Regions from separate parts of the Pan paniscus genome. Here region 1 is linked to region 2. The links are chromatin contacts, called in public Hi-C maps. All regions are on one chromosome and are shown on one strand. The core of a region is the stretch at or near the end of the contact, and the rest is flanking DNA. Distances in the headings are between cores, read along the strand shown. Region 1 holds the start of CCND3 (cyclin D3). Region 2 holds the start of TOMM6 (translocase of outer mitochondrial membrane 6).

Region 1 (6,104 bases), core at 3,316-5,815, 260 kb after region 2:
CCGGCAACACTCTTCACCCAATCCAGTCACCCCAGGGTGACACACTGGGCAACAGCTCCACCTGGTGGACGATCAGGGACTACCATGGGCCAGGGAGTATGGGAGAGCAAAGAATGACATAGAAGAGGAAAGCAGGGGGAAAATCACATCAGGGGTTTACAGGCGAAGGGGCTTTGAGGTCGTCTTGCTGGCAGAGGCCCCTCTTACAGCAAGAGCTCTAAGCCCCATTTGTTAGAAAGTTCTACGTTTTTTGAAAATCTGCCTCCACTAGTCCCACTAACCCCCTGCTTCAAGGTTTGCCAGGGCAAACTTTTAAATATTTGCATACAGCTATAGTATTCCTCCTAAATCTTCCCCTTTGCTGCAATCTTCCAGAATTTGACCTGACCTCTCACCTCCTGCATCTTTTTTTAACTTGGCTATCTTTTCTTTCTTTCCTTTTAATTATTTATTTATTTATTTATTTGAGACGGAGTCTCACTCTGTTGCCCAGGCTGGAGTGCGATGGCGTGATCTTGGCTCACTGCAACCTCTGCCTCCCGGGTTCAAGTGATTCTCCCGCCTCAGCCTCCTGAGTAGCTGGGATTACAGGCCCGTGCCACCACGCCCGGCTAACTTTTTTTTTTTTTTTTTTGTATTTTTAGTAGAGATGAGATTTCACCATGTTGGTCAGGCTGGTCTCGAACTGCTGACCTCGTGATCCACCCACCTTGGCCTCCCAAAGTGCTGAGATTACAGGCGTGAGCCACCGTGCCCAGTGGCTATCCTTTCTTAAATACATTAACTTCCAAGGAATCCCTTCCAATTCTATCCCTCTCCCATACTAGCAGCAGCATTTTTAAAAATCCCTTTATATTTCAGCCTCCCTGTCTCAGTGTTTGATATATTAGGAAAGTCAATGCTCAGACTGAGAGTTAATTCACGAGTAAAGAGCCTAGACTTTGAAATCAGATAGATCCTTGTTCAACTCCAAGCTCTGCCACTTACTAGCTAAATTACTTTGAGCAAGTTTGCCTTTCTGAGCCTGTTTCCTATCTGTAAATTGGAGATAGAGGTGTTTACTACCTAGAGTTGTGGTGAATAAATATTAAATGAGACAGTACAGGTAAAAACTTAGGGACAGCTCCCACAACACCATTCAGCTCCTAAGTGGCAATTACAGCCACATTCCTCTGAGTTTAAAGGTTGTAGGAAATGCTTTGGGGAAGAGAAAAGTGAAGGGGCCAAAGAAGAGACTTTCTGGAATTAGCCTTTCTCAACCTGCACGAATCCCAGGTGAATTCCAACAGATGGGTAACTTGTTCCAATGCCATTTCTAGCAGTGTCTGTTGCCACCCCTAGAAAGGGGCAGGCCTTGACAGCTCTTTGAAACTTGAGGATTTAAAATTTAAATGTCTTTGAGGGCAAGATAAACACATCTACTGCTCAGCAGGGAAAGGGAAACTTGGCAGGGGCCCCAGAACTTTCCCCACCCCCAGCCCTCCCTAAACTTCCTCTTGTGGTTTTTCAAGAGTACAACCTGTTCTCCACAGCCAAGCCAGTGCCTGGGGCAGGGGGCCAGGGCGTGCCAAGGGCTCCGCTGCACCCCACCCTACCAGCGAGTGAGGGAGGAAGGTGCGTGCGTGGGAGAAGAGCAGCTTGGAGGTTTATAGTTCTTAAGGTTCACATCCTGCTTACCCGTTTTCTCAGTGCAGCCACCCTCCACCCAGTTCCCACCCTCGACTCCCAGCATCAATACCCATGCCCCCAACACACATCCCTTTCTCAAAGACAGATGCACGAAGTGCTTTGACTGCAGGCAGAGAGGGACCGCCTCAAGGCCTCCCCAAACCTGTGGGGAGGGCCCTTGTAAGAAATTTAAAAGCGTTTCAGAAAGGAGGTGGAAAAGGGGCTGGAATCCATGGAAACTGTCCTGTGCTCTCGCTTGCTTCACCAGCATTATCCCAGCCTGTCTGGAGGGACTGGGTAGGATATACAGATGCAGCTTTGGAAGCAGGAGCTGTGGGAAAGAGAGGTGTGAGCATCTTAAGCCTGGACCCACTCCTTGGCCATCTTCCTTACTCATCTACCAAGCTGGAATGCACATCTAGAATGTGAGCATCTCTGCTATTCTTAATTCCCAACAAAAGAGGTGTCTTGGTTTCCCAAATCCCCAGATTCTGGCACATCACGTCCAAGTTGAGAAGTTCTTTCTTGGATATAATCTTAGTTCATTCCTCCCGGTTTATTCATATTCCCCCTTTCCCTTTGAGTGAGGCTTACACAGGGGAAAACATTCATACGTTTGTGTGCACGCACACACGCGCACGCACGCACACACGCGCACGCACGCACACACACACACAGCCATCAGGAAAGGATACCAGCTCTGTGCAGTTCCCACAACCCTATTCCAGGCCTGCTGGGCTCACTGTAAACAGTACCAGCCTATGGCTCAGCTAACAGATGGCTGTATCATCCAAGATACAGGACCACAGACTCCCTTTAGGAAACTCCTAAGTTCCTGGCTCAAGTGCACATTTTTTGTGGTCAGCGAAGGAGGCAGGCTAGCCTAACGGTTAAGAATAAAGCCTCCCAAATCAAGTGACCTAGGTTTAAATCCCAGCTCTGCCATTTGTTTCTTGTGTCTGAAGGAAGATTACTTATCTCCAGTGCCTGCGTTTCCTCGTCTATAAAATGGAGAGAATCCTAATGCCTACCTCATAGGACTATATTAGGAGGTTTAAATGAGATATGATCTCTAAGCCACTTAGAAGAGTACCTGACAGTGTTATGTAACTGTTAGCTAGTATTCTAAGCCCTTGAGGGAAGGGGAAGCCGGAAGGAGAAGATGTTTGGGACCATGGAGGTCATGATCTCAATAACTGGCATAGACTAGGACTCTGCTACAATTATCAGAGGCTTTCAGTGTTAAGTTCCAGGGGAAGAAACTCTGATTTGATTACCATGACATCCCCAACAGCTGTGGGAATAGCCTGTGCAGATGGAGTATGGCCATAGCAAATAGGTGCTGAATGAATTCATAAATTGCTGTGTCAGTCATTTCCCGAAGGAGCCCCAGAATTGAACGGCCAGAAGAATCTGTGAGGAAGCAAAGGGAGATCCACTTCTCTATCCACGTCTGGTCCCAAAGAGAAATGAGGTGGTAGGCAGAGGGCAAGGACTCATCAGAGGAAACAGTCTCAGAGTCCAGGGATGAGGAGGGGGTGCCCAGGATTGTGTGGACCGTCACATCACCCCCAGGTGGACCCTCCCAGCTGTACCCAGCTGGGAATTCCTGGGTTCTTGGGACCCAGCCCAGAAAACTGCCTTTTCTGGGATTCATCCTGTTCATTCCCTTGATGGTTAGACAGTGGATTAAAGGGAGCAGGAATTGTTTCTGGGTCACCCCTATATTCCAGTGTCCAACACCACAGCTGGGGTTCAATCCAGTTCTGTGGAATAAGTGCCCCCAAAGACTTCCATGCTTTTCATCCTTCTGAACCCAACTCAAATGTCCTTTTCTCTCTGAAGCCTTCCCAGCCACCCCAGCCAGTGTACTTGGCGTCTATGTCTATTGTTTTGTGATCCATATTAGCTGTGGATGAATAACATCATTGCACCCTCAGCATTCCATATAATGCCAGGCACATAGTAGGTGTTCAATCAATGCAAATGAGTAACTTAATGCTCCCTTAGTAACAGCAACCAATTTATTCAGTTATTCCTCTTGTTGGCACTTCAAGAGACACAGAAGAAGCTAAGATCATCATCTATGTATCAATCAGACACCACTGAGGGGTCCCTCCCTCCAGTTTCATCCCGGTGCACTTGCCAGAGCACTCACAGACTCCCCATCCACACTGGTCTGCCCTCCTACTGGCCTTCCACCCCATCTTTGAGGCATGAGAAGACCAACAGCCCGGTAAAGCCACGGGGCTTCCAGATCAGCTGGAGGGGGTTGTGCCGATGTGTGTACATACAGAGGGCTCAGGGCCTTTGGGGGTTTCTCTGCCCTTCAATTCTGTGCAGAACACCTCACTCAGTGGGAAAGTGAGCCAAGCTTTCGGTGCCAACTGGGAAGTGATGAGGATGCGGCGACCCCATTGACCCACCCAGCGCCGATCCCCAACGCATGGTCTCCAGCCTGAGCTGACATCCCATCTACCCCGGTTTCTCCAGCACCCAAGCCTACCTCCTCGCCAGGTGACCTCCCCGGAGCACCGACTGGGGTCGCAGGCGCTCTGTCCCGCCGCCTCCGGAGCCTGCCTTTGGGGAGTGGGGGTGGTCGCAACCACCAGCCGCGAGGAGAGGATTGCACCTCTCCCCCCCGGCCGGCATCCGAACAGAGCCAGTCTCCACCCCTGCAGTGGCGAAGTGTTTACAAAGTCCGCGCCGCGCCGCCGATCCAGAGCTGGGCAGGAAGTGGGGAAGAGGGGGCGGAGGAGACAAAGGGGCTGGTGCTCTGCTCAGCCAAGTTTCGGTCCCCGGCCTGACTCTCCCACCCCCTGTACACCCTCGGCGAGGCCAGGAGGCTCATCCGGCGCCGCGCACCCCCGCTCGCAGCCCCCGCCCCCCGCGGCATAGGTGCGGGGACGGGGCACCACGGAGGCTCAGGTGTGGGCGGCGGGGCCGGGGCAGCACGGGTTCCCGGACCGCTGCCTCCCGGCGTTGGCAACTCCTCCACGTGCTATCCAGGAAGTAAACAACATCATGAGGAGCGACTTCTTTTTCTTTTTTTTTGAGACGGAGTCTCCCTCTGTCGCCCAGGCTGGAGTGCAGTGGCGCGATCTCGGCTCACTGCAACCTCCGCCTCCCGGATTCAAGCTATTCTCCTGCCTCAGCCTCCCGAGTAGCTAGGACTACAGGCGCACGCCGCCACGCCCGGCTAATTTTGTGTATTTTTAGTAGACACGGGGTTTCACCATGTTGGTCAGGCTGGTCTCGAACTCCTGACCTGAGGTGATCCACCCGCCTCGGCCTCTCAAAGTGCTGGGATTACAGGCGAGTGCCACCGCGCCCGGCCGATTTCTTGAGTTTTACTACACGTCAGGCACTGTGACAGACTCTTTCTGTGTATCATCTCATCTTTCCCCCAGTTTTACAGAAGAGGAAACTGAGACACACTGAGGATTAAGGTCAAGTGCCCGCAGTACCATAGCTGGCTAGTGTTAGGATCCAAGCCCAGAATCTGCGTCCTGCCAGGCACCTGCAAATGGGGACGAACACGGCGCAGCCAGAGGGGCTGACAGGCTAGGGAGAAAACCACTGGCAGCCGCGGGCACCCCACGCCCTGGGAGTGAGGCGACAAGGGACAAGTCTCCCGCCCCCTAGACTTGCCTCGCAAATATTTGCGGGTCGAGGGCGCGAAGGCAGCAGGATGCAGCGATAGACTTGGACTAGGTGGTCCAGGCTCTACTTCCAAGTGGGCCATTGACAGGTGGGGCGGCCCTCAGCACAAAATCACCAGGCTGGATGCTCCAGGGTTTCCCAACATTACTCGCTCAGAAGAATCATCTGGGGAGCTCCTTAATGAGAAAGATTCCCAAGCCCCTCTTCCAGAGAGTGAAGTCACTGGGATTGGGCTGGGCCCAGCCAGGTGTTACTAATAATAAGACAAGTTTGGAAAACCCTGCGAGTGTAGATGACCTCCTGGTATGCTCTTTATAAGAACCGATTTTCATATTAAAATAGGTTTCTTTTAACTCAGTGAAACCGGGCGCGTTTTCCTGGCCCACAACCAAGCCACTGAAGGCCCCAGAACACTTCACTCTCAAAAGGTCACGTGAGGCTGGCGCGGTAGCTCACGCCTGTAATCCCAGCACGTTGTGAGGCCGAGGCCGCGGATTGCTTGAGCTCAGGTGTTCGAGACCAGCCTGGCCAACATGGCGAAACTCGGTCTCTACTAAAAATACAAAAACTAGCGGGGCGTGGTGGTGCCCGCCTGTAATCCCAGCTACTCCGGAGGCTGAGGTGGGAGGATCGCTTTAGCCTGGGAGGTGGAGGTTGCAGTGAACCGAGATCGCGCCATTGCACTCTAGCCTGGGAAACGGAGCAAGACTCTATCCAAAAAAAAAAAAAAAAGTCACGTGAGCCGGGGTCACCGGAGGCGTCCCCCAACCGAC
Region 2 (5,979 bases), core at 1,384-3,883:
CTTCCCTCTCTTGCCTTTCCCTCCCTCATCTCTTTTCTTACTGTGGGAAGAACCTCAGTCCAGAAGTTAGGGGATGTGGATTTAATGCCCAGCTATGGCACTGGTTGGGGCATCATTCTCCCCCTGCCTGAGTTTTCACATTGGCAATAACAATAGCAGGTGCAATAACATCTGCTCTGCCCACCACAATGCTTAGTTCAAGAGCAAATGAGAAAATGGACATGAACGACTTTTGAAACGGATAATGGAATGTACAAATGTAGAGAGTATGGTTGTTACGTATTTATTGAGGGTCTACATGTGCCCAGCCTAAAGGCTTACAATTCAATTGGGGAGGCAAGACAGGAGTATATGAAATAATTTGAGGAAATGCAAGAATGGGAAGTGATACTGAGCTCTTAGCTCATTGGGAACAAGGACCTAATGGTGACAGGGCTAAGTGCTGTGGGCCTGTCAGGACCTGATTGATGACATTCCTGGGGGGCAGGGTGAGACTCAGGTGGCTTTCTTGAGCTCCTTTCCTTTTCCATTTCCTCTTCTATGCCATTATCTCTGGCATCTCCCTGAGGTTCTACAACCTTTCTCTGACCCAGCAGCCAAGCCCTTTTTCCTCCAACCAATGCTCAATCTTTTCTGCTGGAGCTCTCCCAGTAATTGTAGAGGACTGTTTCTGCAGGAGCGCTACTGCCTGGCCCTTGGGGAGGAGGAGCGGGCCGAGCTGCGGCTCTTCTGTGCCAGGCGGAAGCAGGAAGCCCTGGGACAGGGGGTAGCCCGCCTGGTACTTCCCAAGCTTGAAGGACACACCTGTGAGAAGGTATGTAGCACCCCTCCCCCCAAATTCCCCTTCCTCTATTCTTTGCCCTCTCATTTCTGCAGAAGGGGCTAGCTTCTGGGATTCTGGTTGGGAAACAGGAAAAACAGAAACCAAGTTTGCGAGCTCTTAGTATAGGTTGCAGTGGATGTGGGCTTGCTAGGGTATGGCGAGAACAGGTTGGGATCGGATTGCAAGAGCAAGGAGGGAAGTTAGGATGGTAGTGCTTACTCCGACCACCTCAGCACCTCCCCTCTGACAGTGTAGGCAGCTGCTGAAGCCAGGGGAGTACGGAGTGTTTGCAGCCCGGGCAGGCGAACAGCGCTGCTGGCACCAGCCTTGCTTTGCCTGCCAGGCCTGTGGCCAGGCCCTGATAAACCTCATCTACTTCTACCATGATGGACAACTCTACTGTGGCCGTCATCATGCAGAGTTGCTGCGCCCGCGCTGCCCGGCTTGTGACCAGGTACAGCCTGGAGGGGAGGAACTGGGGGTCTGCCCAGAGTCCAGAGTGGCAGGATACAAAGGGACACTCTCCTGGGCCACAGTTTCTCCCAGTATCAGGGAGTGGGGAGAAGTTGGAACCAGCCTGGGACTACCAAGTTCCCTGTGTTCTGACTTGAGCTCTGGGCATGTAGGACCCAGTGCCCTTCTCTCTGGCCTCCCCCACTGCAGAGTCCCTCAAATGTTCCTGGACTCATAGAATTTCTCTAGAGCAGGGAGTCTTGGACACATGCTCATCTCAGTAGATGCCAAGTGCCCAGTGCTGTGCCTCATCATGCTAGAAATTCCCTTGATGTCAGCATAAAAGGAAGCCTGGGGCCCTGGGTTGGGAGTCCAGACCCCCAGGTCGCACTTGGGATTGTCCCACTTGCTAGCTGGGATCCTGGCTAAGCCAATCAGTCCTCCCTGCGTCCAAAAGTGGCTGAGTGAATTAAATGGGAATGTGTGCAGACGTGCTTTAGCGTTAACTGGGTAAAAGGCGTGGTTACTGGATGAATGAATGAGTGAATGAAAGAATGAAACGTTCCCCTCTCCCTCTCCCAGCTGATCTTCTCCTGGCGCTGCACCGAGGCAGAGGGACAGCGCTGGCATGAGAACCACTTCTGTTGCCAGGACTGCGCCGGGCCTCTGGGCGGGGGACGTTATGCCCTGCCTGGGGGAAGCCCCTGCTGCCCCAGCTGCTTCGAGAACCGCTACTCGGATGCAGGCTCGAGCTGGGCCGGGGCACTGGAAGGGCAGGCATTCCTTGGTAAGGGAGAGGATGCAGAGCAAAGCGGGAGGGAGCTTGGGCTGGGCTGTGGGGGTTCTCCCGGGCTGGGACCCTCGCCCCAGTCCCACGCCGTCCCGTCCCTCCAGGAGCGCCCCCACCGCACCCCCCAGACCCAAGCCTCGGGGCCCGCAGCTCTCACCGCGCATCCCTGGCCGGAGCGTTCCAAGGGCCGCCCGAACCCACCCCGCGCCGCGGTCGGGGTTGCGGCGCCAGACTCCCTCCCAGGCGCGGGAGGCGGACGCCCTCTGGTGGAGGCGGGGGACCCTGGCGAGGACTCTCGGCGGCGGCGGCGGCGCGCACGGCCCAGGGGCTGGGCGGGGCGGGAGGCTGGGCCTCACCCCCACTAGCTGCGGTGTAGGTCCAGCTCCGCGGCTCTGAGACCAGCGTTTCCGACCCGGCCCGGAACAGGGGAGACTGGACTCGACCGAACTGAAGGAAGGGACCAAGCCTCGGTGAACTCTGCAACCCTCTCCCGAACACTCCTTCTCGCTGCTGCCGGCGGTTCCAGCCTGCAGACTCAGAGGGGGCTGCCTGGATCCAGTCCCCAGCAGGAGAACCGACCTGGGGACAAAGCGGAGGCACCCAAAGGGCAGGAGCAATGCCGCCTGGAGACTATTCGTGATCCCAAGGACACCCCTTTCTCCACCTGCTCCTCCTCCTCTGACTCGGAACCTGAAGGATTTTTCTTAGGCGAGCGCCTTCCCCAGTCCTGGAAGACACCCGGAAGCCTCCAAGCAGAGGACAGCAACGCCTCTAAGACGCACTGCACCATGTGCTAGTGGCGCAGCTCAGAGAGGGGATGTGAGTGGGAGGAAAGGGGTCTGTAAAGCGGGAGAACAAGGCTAGCCTCCCCCTAACAATCCTAGACTGAGACGCAGTCAGGCGCACGCCCGCAAGAGGCGGCGAGGTGACAAGTTTGGAGTGCGCCCCCTTCAGTACTGCGCGTTCTAAGACTTTTGGTGGAGACTTTCTTGGCAAAACCCATTCCCCAAAGCTACGCTTTCCCTGCTGAGATAGCCCCTACCCCCACCTCCACAGGCTGAGACAGCCCCGTCCCCACCACCCTCCTCCCAAGCCAATTAAATGATCACAGCACGCGTGACGGTTACCGGCTGGAGAGCCGGAGGTGGGACCGGGAGCAGGGGACCGTAGAACCGGGCCACGCTCCTCCCCTCCTAGAGTTCGTGGACGCGCAGCAGAGGGCCGTCCCTCTTCCGGATGTCGGACTAAGCGAACAGCGCCCCCTCTGCCGGCCGGTAGCAGCCGGAAGTGCCAGACCGGAGGTGCGTCATTCACCGGCGACGCCGATACGGTTCCTCCACCGAGGCCCATGCGAAGCTTTCCACTATGGCTTCCAGCACTGTCCCGGTGAGCGCTGCTGGCTCGGCTAATGAAACTCCCGAAATACCGGACAACGTGGGAGATTGGCTTCGGGGCGTCTACCGCTTTGCCACTGATAGGAATGACTTCCGGAGGTAACCGAGCCCGAGGAACTTGGTCCTTTTCTGGCCCTTACATCCGTATTTCCCCTTTCTTGCGAGGCTGGCGCCTCAGGGTTTTTTGTTTTTGTTTTTTAACATTACCAGCATTGTGGCGTCTTCGTAGCTCTGGCTGTGCCTCACTGAGATCCCTGGCCAGGAGAGTTCCCGTGTGGCAAAAGCGATCTTTCTGTCATGTGGCTGTATCTGTAATGTCACCCTGATCAAGGGAAGAAGTGCTAGCACGTAAACAGGCTTTTTCGGCCCTGGACTAGTGCTTTAGCTGGGCTTTGCGTTTGATCTTACATTTCTTTTTTCTTTCTTTTTTTTTTTTTTTGAGACGGAGTCTCACTCTGTTGCCCAGGCTGGAGTGCAGTGGCGCGATCTCGGCTCACTGCAAGCTCCGCCTCCCGGGTTCACGCCATTCTCCTGCCTCAGCCTCCCGAGTAGCTGGGACTACGGGCGCCCGCCACCACGCCCGGCTAATTTTTTGTATTTTTAGTAGAGACGGGGTTTCACCGTGTTATCCAGGATGGTCTCGATCTCCTGACCTCGTGATCCGCCCACCTCGGCCTCCCAAAGTGCTGGGATTACAGGCGTGAGCCACCGCGCCCGGCCTTTTTTTTTTTTTTTTTTTTTTTTTTTTTTTATTTGAGACGGAGTCTCACTCTGTCGCCCAGGCTGGAGTGCAGAGGCGCGATCTCGGCTCACTGCCCCTTCTGCCTCCCGGGTTCAAGCGATTCTCCTGCCTCAGCCTCCCCGGTAGCTGGGATTACAAGCGCGCGCCACCACGCCCAGCTAATTTTTGTATTTTTAGTAGAGACGGGGTTTCACCATCTTGGGCAGGCTGGTCTCAAACTCCTGACTTCTCGATCCACCCGCCTCTGCCTCCCAAAGTGCTGGGATTACAGGCGTGAGCCACCGCGCCCGGCCACATTTATTTCTTTTTGAGACAGCCTCGCTCTGTCGCCCAGGCTGGAGTGTAGTGGCGGACCTCAGCTCACTGCAGCCTCCGCCTCCCGGGTTCAAGCGATTTTCCTGCCTCAGCCTCCCCAGTAGCTGGGATTACAGGCGCGCACCACCACGCCCAGCTAATTTTTGTATTTTTAGTAGAGACGGGGTTTCACCATGTTGGCCAGGCTGGTCTCGAGCTCCTGACTTCGTGATCCGCCTGCCTTGGCCTTCCAAAGTGCTGGGATTACAGGCGTGAACCACCGCGCCCAGCCTGACCTTACATTTATTAGGCACAAAAATGAACTCCAAATTCCCACGTGGGTCTTGAGCAACCTGCCGTCACAACCACGTATCAACGCCTCGGGAAGGTGGTGATGGAAGCCTTTCCCCCCAGTACATTTCGTTAACTGTACAACTGACTCAGTGACCACAGGGTTAATAAAACACATTGTTTTTCCAGGAACTTGATGCTAAATTTGGGACTCTTTGCTGCGGGAGTTTGGCTGGCCAGGAACTTGAGTGACATTGACCTCATGGCACCTCAGCCAGGGGTGTAGCCAAGTAGGTAAGCACGGAACCACACCCATGCGTGTCTTAGGAGACCTAGAGACTGGGTGAAGCAATGTTTTCTGTCAAGTATTCATGAAATGTACAAAAGAATGTGATGTAAAACCCTTAACTATTCCTAGTTAAATGTGTTTTCAGATGTTGCAAGGGATTTAAGTATCTCTTACCAGTTTCCCTCCCATACTTTTACAGTTCTAATGCCACCTGTCGTCTTATCATCTGATTGCAGACAAATGGAATCCTGTGCTGAACCCGAATCTTCCAAAAAAACAGCCTACAATCTGTGACCACCACAAGATGTGCCCTGATGGCAGCTGAAGTTTGATTCAGATGGGCACTTTTCTTCCCCTTCCCTGCCTAGTTTCCTTTTGTTCCCTGAGTCCACGCAGAATTCCATTCTCTGGTCAGCAGACAGGCTTAAGCTAAAGTATTGCCTCTATTCTGTAAAGTTCTGTACATAGTTCCCAAGCTTCTGCAGGGGGTGATCTTTGCTCTTGTCCTGAGAAATAACAGTGCTGTTTTAACAAACATTTGAAATAAATACCGCACACAAAGGCAGTCATTTTATTCTTTTAATAAGAAACTTTTGCTTACAAAAACAAGGTGTAAAAAGATTTACAAAAATCATAAAAACATGATTTATATTTCACACTTGAGAGACAAAAACAAGCCCCAAACATGGATTTTAATGGAGGTGGTTTGCTTCATTTTAAAAGGAAAAAAAAAAAAAAAAAAAGGAAGCTGTAACCATACATTGATGTTAACATAGCATGAAGTTTATTCTTGAAGAATTTACATTGTTGAGCAATATTAGGGGAAGAAGCCATTTGGTGTTGCATAGCATTTTAGTGCACCAGATGGGTTTTCCAGACACCAGGGAGGCATCGTTGCTGGAA

Evidence for each region. A called contact is a pair of places that touch in the nucleus more often than the background predicts.
Region 1: a Hi-C map of fibroblasts shows a contact between it and region 2, with 3 times the contacts expected there. The contact joins the promoter of CCND3 here to the promoter of TOMM6 in region 2.

What each region holds. Positions count from the first base shown.
Region 1 is chr5:56,533,418-56,539,521 of NHGRI_mPanPan1-v2.0_pri, forward strand. CCND3 (cyclin D3) reads right to left here and starts at 4,566. Exons shown (of 5, transcript XM_008958796.4): 1 at 4,175-4,566. It overlaps TAF8 (TATA-box binding protein associated factor 8), which reads left to right and starts at 5,653. Exons shown (of 10, transcript XM_055113599.2): 1 at 5,653-6,104.
Region 2 is chr5:56,277,266-56,283,244 of NHGRI_mPanPan1-v2.0_pri, forward strand. It overlaps TOMM6 (translocase of outer mitochondrial membrane 6), which reads left to right and starts at 2,634. Exons shown (of 3, transcript XM_034962088.3): 1 at 2,634-3,559; 2 at 4,977-5,081. The coding sequence starts at 3,432. The coding sequence ends at 5,073. FRS3 (fibroblast growth factor receptor substrate 3) reads right to left here and starts at 2,246. Exons shown (of 7, transcript XM_034962082.3): 1 at 2,224-2,246. It overlaps PRICKLE4 (prickle planar cell polarity protein 4), which reads left to right. Exons shown (of 8, transcript XM_034962087.3): 5 at 677-814; 6 at 1,074-1,277; 7 at 1,859-2,063; 8 at 2,493-2,863. The coding sequence ends at 2,863. It overlaps USP49 (ubiquitin specific peptidase 49), which reads right to left. Exons shown (of 8, transcript XM_055113594.2): 8 at 5,642-5,979.